Regions from separate parts of the Sus scrofa genome. Here region 2 is linked to region 1. Evidence: chromatin contacts called from public HiChIP or PLAC-seq data. All regions are on one chromosome and are shown on one strand. The core of a region is the stretch at or near the end of the contact, and the rest is flanking DNA. Distances in the headings are between cores, read along the strand shown.

What was found. HiChIP or PLAC-seq counts read pairs in DNA pulled down with a chosen protein or histone mark.
Region 2: a contact with region 1 is called in an H3K27ac HiChIP or PLAC-seq map of skeletal muscle, with 4 times the contacts expected there. The contact joins the promoter of TES here to the promoter of CAPZA2 in region 1. A contact is called at or near these places in 1 of 5 promoter capture datasets (liver) and 1 of 2 datasets of contacts at active chromatin or transcription factors (skeletal muscle).

The regions. Positions count from the first base shown.
Region 1 is chr18:29,362,241-29,366,562 of Sscrofa11.1, forward strand. It overlaps CAPZA2 (capping actin protein of muscle Z-line alpha subunit 2), which reads right to left and starts at 2,822. Exons shown (of 10, transcript NM_001097455.1): 1 at 2,784-2,822. The coding sequence starts at 2,822.
Region 2 is chr18:29,933,146-29,937,531 of Sscrofa11.1, forward strand. TES (testin LIM domain protein) reads right to left here and starts at 3,103. Exons shown (of 7, transcript NM_001123200.1): 1 at 2,902-3,103. The coding sequence starts at 2,928.

The sequences.
Region 1 (4,322 bases), core at 1,572-4,071:
TGCACTGAGCCACAATGGGAACTCCATTATCATTAATTGTTAAGGAAGCATAATGTCATGAGAGTATCAACTTTGGATTCAGACAAACCCAGGTTTAAATACCACCTTTGCCACTTCCTATTTAGGTGTCCTTCTGTGAACTGTTTAAAACTTCTGAAACCTTATTTTACTTATTTGTGAAATGGTAGTAATAAAACCTATCTCAAACTCACAACAAATTAACTAACATATGGTCTAGCTGAGCCAGACATATATATACAAGTGTGGTGCTACATAAGTCTTAACAGCTTCCATTCCTTATATCTGCAATCAGTAATGGAATTTCAAGAGCCTAAAAGTATTTAAATCTTATTTTTAACAACTACAAACAAGGTTACAGAAAAAGTACCATGATTTAAATATTAGTGTAAAAATATCACTTTTAAATCCAATTTCTGATTCTATATCCAAGGTCCTCCTCCCAAAAGATTAAAAAGAACATTTAGGAGTTCCCATGGTGGCGCAGTGGTGGTTAATGAATCCGACTAGGAACCATGAGGTTGCGGGTTCGGTCCCTGCCCTTGCTCAGGGGGTTAACGATCCGGCGTTGCCGTGAGCTGTGGTGTAGGTTGCAGACGCGGCTCAGATCCCACGTTGCTGTGGCTCTGGGTAGGCCAGTGACTACAGCTCCGATTCGACCCCTAGCCTGGGAACCTCCATATGCCGCGGGAGTGGCCCAAGAAATAGCAAAAAGACAAAAAACAAAAAAACAAAAACAAACAAAAAAAGAACATTTAAATAACTGAATTAACAAGAATGTTAGTTTACCAGTTACTTGAATGTAGTCCCACAGTTTGGTTAATATTTATCTTAAATTACTAAAAAAAGTAATTCGAAATCCATGTGTAAAATATCTACAGAATCGTCTTACAAAATTGGAAATAAAAACAAAAGCACCAAATTCCTTCAAATTAGAATTTTCTTTCACTTACTCTTAAAACATAGTATTGGGCAAGCATAGAGAATAAGACACCTCCCCCCCAACACCCACGCACACCTTTATGGAAGCTAGTGGCCCGCAAGTGCTTGATAATAAGAAATCTTGTTATTTCATTTTGAAAAAAATTCGCTATTTCAGGCCTTTACAGTACATTGGCAGGTCTATATTAACTCCCACACTGAGTACTCGCTCCTCAGCTAAATTTCTAGCCACTTGAGCTACTAATCACTACTTACAAACAGCAGAATAAAAACAATAAAAACATGACAATCCCTTTAAAAAACTTCCTAGCACTACTTAATTTTAAATGTGTGTGCCCGTCGGCATACATTTTCAGTTAGTTACTTATGGTTATTTACCAATACTACACATGTGAATACTGCACAGCAACTTTTGTGTATATAGGGGTCTGCCTACCAGACCTGTGGAATATGGAAAATCTTGGCTCTCCCCATTTTGTCGTTTTATTATCACTTTCACCAAAGAGCACAGAGGGAAGAAAGATTTCCGAAATCGAAGATAAGGCTGACTGCTGCACATTCACACTGGGAAGAAGGTGGAACATCACATTTCGGTGCAAGCACACAAGATAGAAAAACACTTGGATCAGAGTGTTCCAACCGAAAATATCCTTAGACTTACAAGAGGATTTCTTAAACACCAGTATGTTTTTGTGTTTCAGACATGGCTGTAATGCTTGGGAACTTAAAAAAAGAAAATGAGCCTTGTTAAATTAAGAGTGAAAACTTCGAACACTCGATTTTATTCACAGTTACGTCAGTTACTTCCAAGTTTGAGAAACATCAAGGTCCTTTCCAGGAAATACTCAAAATTAGTAGGGTACCCCCCACCACCACCACACTAGGGAATGGGGCCTCAGAGTGGCCAAAGGAAACCGCCAATAAGAGAACCAGTTCAATGATCAGATTTCTGACTTCAAATGCCTCAGAACTTAAGTCGTTCATCCAGTTCCAATGCTGTCACAGCATCTAAGATACAGTAAAAGGAGTTGCACAACCTCCCCTTTTCGGAAGAAGTCCTAGCAGGACTATGGGGCGCCACCAAATCTGTCCCCAGGGGGGCTGCTGCCAGCAGGCGCGGCAAACAACTGGGGCGGGGGGGGGTGGGCTTTCTTTTTGGGAGCAACTTCGTTGTCTTCAGGGGAATGTGGGAACTGCAAAGCCTACAGCTAAAACTGGAAAAAGAAAACAAGAAAAAAAAAGGGAGAGAGATTTCCACCGGTAAAAGCGAGAAACGGAGAACCCAGGAAAGAACACAATTTGCTTGCGGGAGGAGGGAGTAGAAGCGAGAAGTGAAGGTCTGCTTTCTAAGCGATTTCCCCCTCCTTCCCCCTCACCCCAGCCACACTCTTCGGCCAGGCCTTCGGGCTGGCTACTACCCTTGAGCCGCTCCCGGGAGGGGACCCAGACCCCTCCGCAGTCCGCAGACCCCAGCGCAGGGCCCCGCGGCCCTGGCGCGGGGAGAGGGTCCCCCGCGGCCGCCGCCCTCCGCGCCCCCCACCCCCGCCCGCCGCGCCAGGCGGCGCCGCCGCCCAGCTCCCGCTTCCTATTTTCGGAGCACACACCCTACAAGGAGCGGAGCGAGCAGGCCCGGCTGAGACCTGCCCCCGCGCCGGGCCTCGGGTGACTGACAGGAGCAGGCACTTGGGCGCAGCAAGGATGGGAAGGAAGAGCAGCCGAGGGCACCGACCAATGCCCTTCCTCGGCTGCCAGACTCTGGGCTGAGACCAAGGGGCTCTGCTGGCTCCGCGACCGACGGGTTCCGCCGCCTCCGCGGCCCTTACCTTCTCCTCATCAGACAACTGCTCTTCCAAATCCGCCATTTTCCTTCCGGCGACAGATCGCGGCGCGGCGGCAGCGGTGGCAGCCACCTGACTTCCCCCTTCCCGTGCGGTCCTCCGCGCCGCGCGCCCCCGCCAAGGGAGGGGCCGCAGCCCAGGCCGTCGCGCACGCGCCCCGCAGCCCCGCCTCCCTCCTCCCGGCCGGCGGAGCCCAAGCACGGCTATGCGCGTGCGCAGATCTCTCGGCGGCCGGGAGTGGGAAGCAGTTGCTTGCTGCCGCCTGCTGCAGGCTTGTCAGCATCATGAGTTTAGGATTCTCTCCCCACCAGTGACCATATGGACCCAGTCTGCGACGAGTACATCCTGAGCCCTTGATTATGTTCCCATCAAGTCCTGAACAATGCCGGCTAAAATGTGAAAAAGTGCATAAATAGAAGCTTTTAAATATTCTGGTTTTAAAAATTAAGAGAAAAATATTCAGCTGTCATTAAAAATGCACATACAACCTGGAACATAATTGGAAAATGTTCGGGATATATTCGTTAAAAAATGTTTATTGGTCCTTTATTGTGTGGGGGTATTGTGTTAGTCTCTGAAGATACGCCATGTTAAACAAAAACTAGAGAAACCTCAGTTTTGAAGAAACTCATCGTCTGTTCTTTAAACATGTATTGAGTTAGGGAAGTCCCTGTACTATTGCATGGGAACACAAAGTTATGGAAGTTCCAACGCTAGGGGTCCAATAGGAGCTGCAGCTGCTGGCCTATGCCACAGCCACAGCAATGCCAAATCCAAGCCACGTCTGAGACCTAATGCCACCGCTGGCAACAAGGACAGATTGTTAACCCACAGAGTGAGGCCAGGAATCAAACCTGCATCCTCATGAATACTAGTTGGGTTCCTAACCCCATGAGCCACCACGGGAAGTGCATTTCTAACAAGCTCCCAGATGACGCCAGCACTACTGGTCTGGAGACTACAGATTGGGTAGCAAGGTCTTGGAGTTCAGATAGAGTTTAAGACTTTAATCATTATGTCGTACACCTAAAACTAATACAATGTTACATGTCAATTATATCTCAATTAAAAAGACATTACAGTAGAAAATGAGACACCGTTGACAACTTTTGAATAGTGACATGACATCATCAAAAATATGTCTAGCAAGATGAATCTGACAGCTGAAAGTAAATGACACATGTGAAATTACCTTAAAGAACTCAAATGTGTGTCTATGCAAAACTCTATTATTTAAAGTAATTTACGGAATGGTCATGGTATGCAAATCATAGTTTCTTGCATTTGGAAAGCAAATAGAAGCCATGCTACTAAAAAGCTCATAGTCCATTTGAGGAGAGAATAGGAAGCAGAAGCTTGCTGACTCATGCAGAGAAAAGGTGATAAAGAATAAACCACACGGTTTGGTCAGAGACCTCACTGGATGTAAATAACATTTACTCTTTTACAGTTTACAAGTCATTTCTTCATTGATTTCTCACTGAGCTTCATGAAGCAAAGTATTTATCAGTATTATTACGCACA
Region 2 (4,386 bases), core at 1,853-4,352, 570 kb after region 1:
CTGATAATTAATCCAAATTTGTGCAAGTGATATAGACACTCGAGTTCCCCTTTTATAAACCAAGAATCTTATAATAGTATCATCCACCTAAGTGGTTGTGAAATAAAGACAACCCTCTTTAATTCTTTTTACACGTATCATTTGTCATCTGCCTGGAGAAAATTTCTTATGAAAACAACAGTACAGGGGTTTTAGTAGGAAAAAAATGCCATGTATTTCTTAAAACAGAAGTCAAATTTAGTTTTATTTAGATAGTTATGTCTTTGTTCCAACTTATGATCAGACTTTTTTTAAAGGTGCATTCAAAGTATTGCTTTTCTTTGTATACCCAGGTCAAAAAGAAGGTAGACTTGAAAACCATCTAGGTACCAAAATAGGGTAAGAAGTCTCTGCTCATAAATCAGAGATAATCTTGTAATGTTTCTTTCTTCTGGTGTTAGAAAACAATTTCTAAAGGGAATGTAAGTTTCTTTTTCAGATTATGAGATGTATTTTAGGGACTTCTAAATTTTTTGTACTGGGAAACTTTTTGTCGAATCACTGAAATTTAAGTCTGTCAAAGGTCCTGCATAGAAACAGAGAGGGTGTGGTTGGCAGTCAAACTGGACATCTTTGGGATCTTTTAGTACTTTTCAATTTACCAGTTGAGGACTCCGTCCTGAGAATGACAAACAAGGTAGTCAAACAAGTATTTGTTACTGTCAGGGTATTATCTGTAAAAGCTTTAAATTCATGGAATCCCTTTTCCCTGGGGGTGAGGGAAGGGGAGGAGGAGGATTAGAAAGAAGAATATGATTCTTAACTGAAAAGATAACCTTTTAAAGTAAAGAGGAAATTGAGAAGAAAAATTATACCATATATCAAGAGCATTATTTATCATAATACACATTCTGAGACTAAGGAAATTGTTCATAAGTAATGTCTGAAATTTTCCCTTGCTAGTACAAATAATTCTTAACTCTGGACTTTCTCCCTCAGAATTACTTCTTTGTTTCAAATAATTTTGAAATCAGTTTTGGATATTGACTTTCAATTTTTCCTTTTAAGTAGATCTTATTTTTCAGAGCTGTTTTAGGTTCACAGCAAAATTTAGCAGAAGGTACAGCATTCCCATATATCTCCCTACTCCCTTTCAGAGCTCCCTCATTATCAGTATGCCATGTGAGAGTCATATGTTTGTTACTACTGATGAACCTCTATTGGCACATCATTATCTCCCAACGTCCATAGCTTACTTTAAGGTCCACTCTTGGTGTTGTTCATTCTATGGATTTTCACAAATATATAATGACAGGTATCCATCATTACAACAGCATACAGCATAGTTTCCTTGCCCTAAAAAGTCCTCTATGCTTCACCTATTCATCCCTCCCTCCCAAATGATGTTGATACGTTAAAAGCCATTTTTGAATCATTATTTATAAGCACAGACAGGACTCCCCAAATTTTAGACAAGTACTAAATTAAGTAGTAGCTCTTACCCACCTGAAAAACAAAATAAGCAGCGTTCATCAATAGAAGGCTAATTAAGTGGCAAACGAAATACTTTCTAGTGGCAAGCAAGATTAACAAAACTTTTTAGTGTCATCTAAAAGCTAAGAAGAAACCAAACTGGAAGACAACAGAATGCAATCACGATATTTTCAGAATTTACATTAAGTTTTCCCTCCTTGGATTTCCTTTTGAGTGCCCATTGTAGCAATAAGAGGCAAACTTTTGTTTTTCCCACCTCAGGTTTCTATTTTTCAACAGCCTCCTAACCTAATATTTTGCGTTTGTATACATTTTCAAAACGCCACTTCGCGTGAAACAATTAACGCTCAGATGAGGACTCCGTCTTTAGAAGATTAAATAATAGCAATGTTGGCAACCACATTTGGCAAGAGAAGAAAATTAAGTTCTCTCTATTTTTTCTCCTTTTGTCTCTCTGCAAAACTTCCTTCCTTATTTGATAAGGAGCAGTTAGCTTAAATTTACCGCAAAGTAAATATGAGCAATTCCCTGGAATGGGACCTTTAACACAGAACTTTACACTGGAATGTGACATCAACATTCCTTTTGAGTCACAGTCTGGTCCCCACCCCTTTCTCCCAGGAAACGTGAGGCTCCCAAAACCAGGGAGTGGCTCAGGTAGGGCAGTGGATCCTGACCTGAAGGACTACCGGGCAGGAAACTTATCCTAGAGGTAAACCACTGGTGGCAATTGTCCTTTGGGGCTAGCTGTCAAAGAAGAAGATTTTTTTGTTTGTTTGTTTTGTTTTGTTTTGTTTTGAAGATAACTCCCTAAGATGGAGGCAGTACTTTGGAAGTCAAGTAATGAATGACCAAAAAAAAAGAAGAAAAAGGAAAAAATCATCACCTTTCACGTTATCACAAGCTTCGGGTGCAAAGGAAGCACATTAAATCAACGCTCACTCTAGAGCGCCTCGGACAGTCAAGCGGGGCGGGGGGGGAGTGAGGTCTAGGCTGTCAAAGGCACATCAGTGACCCCAAACCACAGACTTAATAAGTTGAACTTCCTGAGACAGGAAGATGTAGTGTCACGGTCTCGCCCGAACCCGCCCTAACCTCATCCTTTTTTTAGGGCGGCACAGGCGCAGCTGAAACATCTCAAGGAAAGTTTCAAACACCTCCAACTGTTGGACATGGTTAGACAGGGAGAAATGTCCCGCGGTCGCCCTCGCTCACGTGCGCGACTCTCCGTCCCTCCTGGGTTTCAGGAGTTAGCAGGGCAGCTGGGCAGCCCCTCTAACCAGAGGTTCGGGTACCTGGGCCCGGAGCTCCGGAACTCCTGAACTCGCTGGCGCCCAGCGGCCCGTGCGCCCCATCCGCAGCCGGCAGCTAGGGGGCGGCGCCCGGCTCAGGTGAAGCGGCCACCGTCCGCCGCCCGCACTTCCCTACCTTCTTCACTTTGGCTTCCAGGTCCATGTTTATGTGTCAGAGGGGCTCCTCCTCTCCTCCGGATCTCACGACCGCGCGCCCGAGCTCCGGCACTGCTGCGGGTACTCGGGGGATCTGCCAGGACTCCCGCCCCGCAGCCGCAGCCACTCGCCCCGCGCCGTCAAACTTCCGCCGCCCAGTCCGCTGTAGCGGGCCTGCGGCGGAGACCAGGAACAAAGAGGTCTGTGCAGCCAATGGCAGCCAGGCCTCGCCGGGCAGCCGCCAATCACCGAGCGCCGCACGCACCTTCGCTACCCGAGCGCCGCGCAGGCAAGGTGAGGGGCGGGGCCGAGTCTGGGGCGGCGCCCTCCCGAGAGCAATCCTGCAGCTCTAACCTCGTCTCTGGTTGCGCTGGGCGTCTGTCTGCCTCCCTCCTCATAAAAATTGGAGACCGTCCTACCTACAGCAAAGATGAGGACGAGCCCTTTCCATTCTGACAGCTGGTACCTGTTTTGCTTGAGAACTTAGATATGTGTCCAGTGGAGTGTTACCCCACTACTAGCTTCTTGGTTTATTTTCAGAGCAAAGAAAAAGACAGGAGATTTTGAAGGTTGTTAGGGATCCCTGTGATGGACGTTGCACTCTAATTTCACAGTTGAGTTGTGGAGACGGCTTTTTCTTAAATGCTTTTCTCCATTGGCAGGAAACCTCATCTCACAGCCTTAAAGGCAATGAAGATGATTATATGTTTTCTGGGCATTCTAGAGTTCAAAAAAGAGGATAACGTGAATCACTTCAGAGACAGGTTATGCCATTCTTTGGAAGTAGAAGCTTTGCTCTTTGTCCCTGCTGTGTGAAAGAGTGTGAGGCTACTCATGTGCCTCCTGTGTTGAGAAGCAGTTTCATAGGGATTGGTTACAAGCAGGACTGGAGCACTAAAGCTGGATCCATTTCATGACCTCATTTGGGTGCGTTTGCAATGAGTACCATTAGCTTGGTGGATCTGGAAGGAATCCCAGGGATTACTGAGTCTAGCTTTCTCATTTTGCTGGAGCCGAGGAACCCAGAGGAACAGGAATCTGCCCAATTTCTTAGTCTTTTGGGGGGCAGAGCTAGTTAGTACTGATGAGTCTGTACGCAATGTCTCCAGCCTATTTGAGATCATAAGCACTGCATTTTGACTAATTAAAAGAGTCCTTTTTGTTTTGTTTTGTTTTGTTTTCCAGTTCATCATAATGACAAAAAAAAAAAATTATAATGGTCAGATAGCAAATGACCTCCTAATCTGGCATCTACTCTTAAAAAGGAAAAAGTCCCAAATCATATAGATATTTAGGTCCAGATTTCTCTTCACTTTATCCCTGGAAATTTGGTATCTGAAAACACCCCAATTTTAGCCAACACTTTCAACCCTTTGCTTACTTGGCTATTCATTAATGTTGTTCAATATGAAACCAAGCAAGACCGTGTTGGGCCTTCCCTGGGACAGACCCCTGGTATACCTCA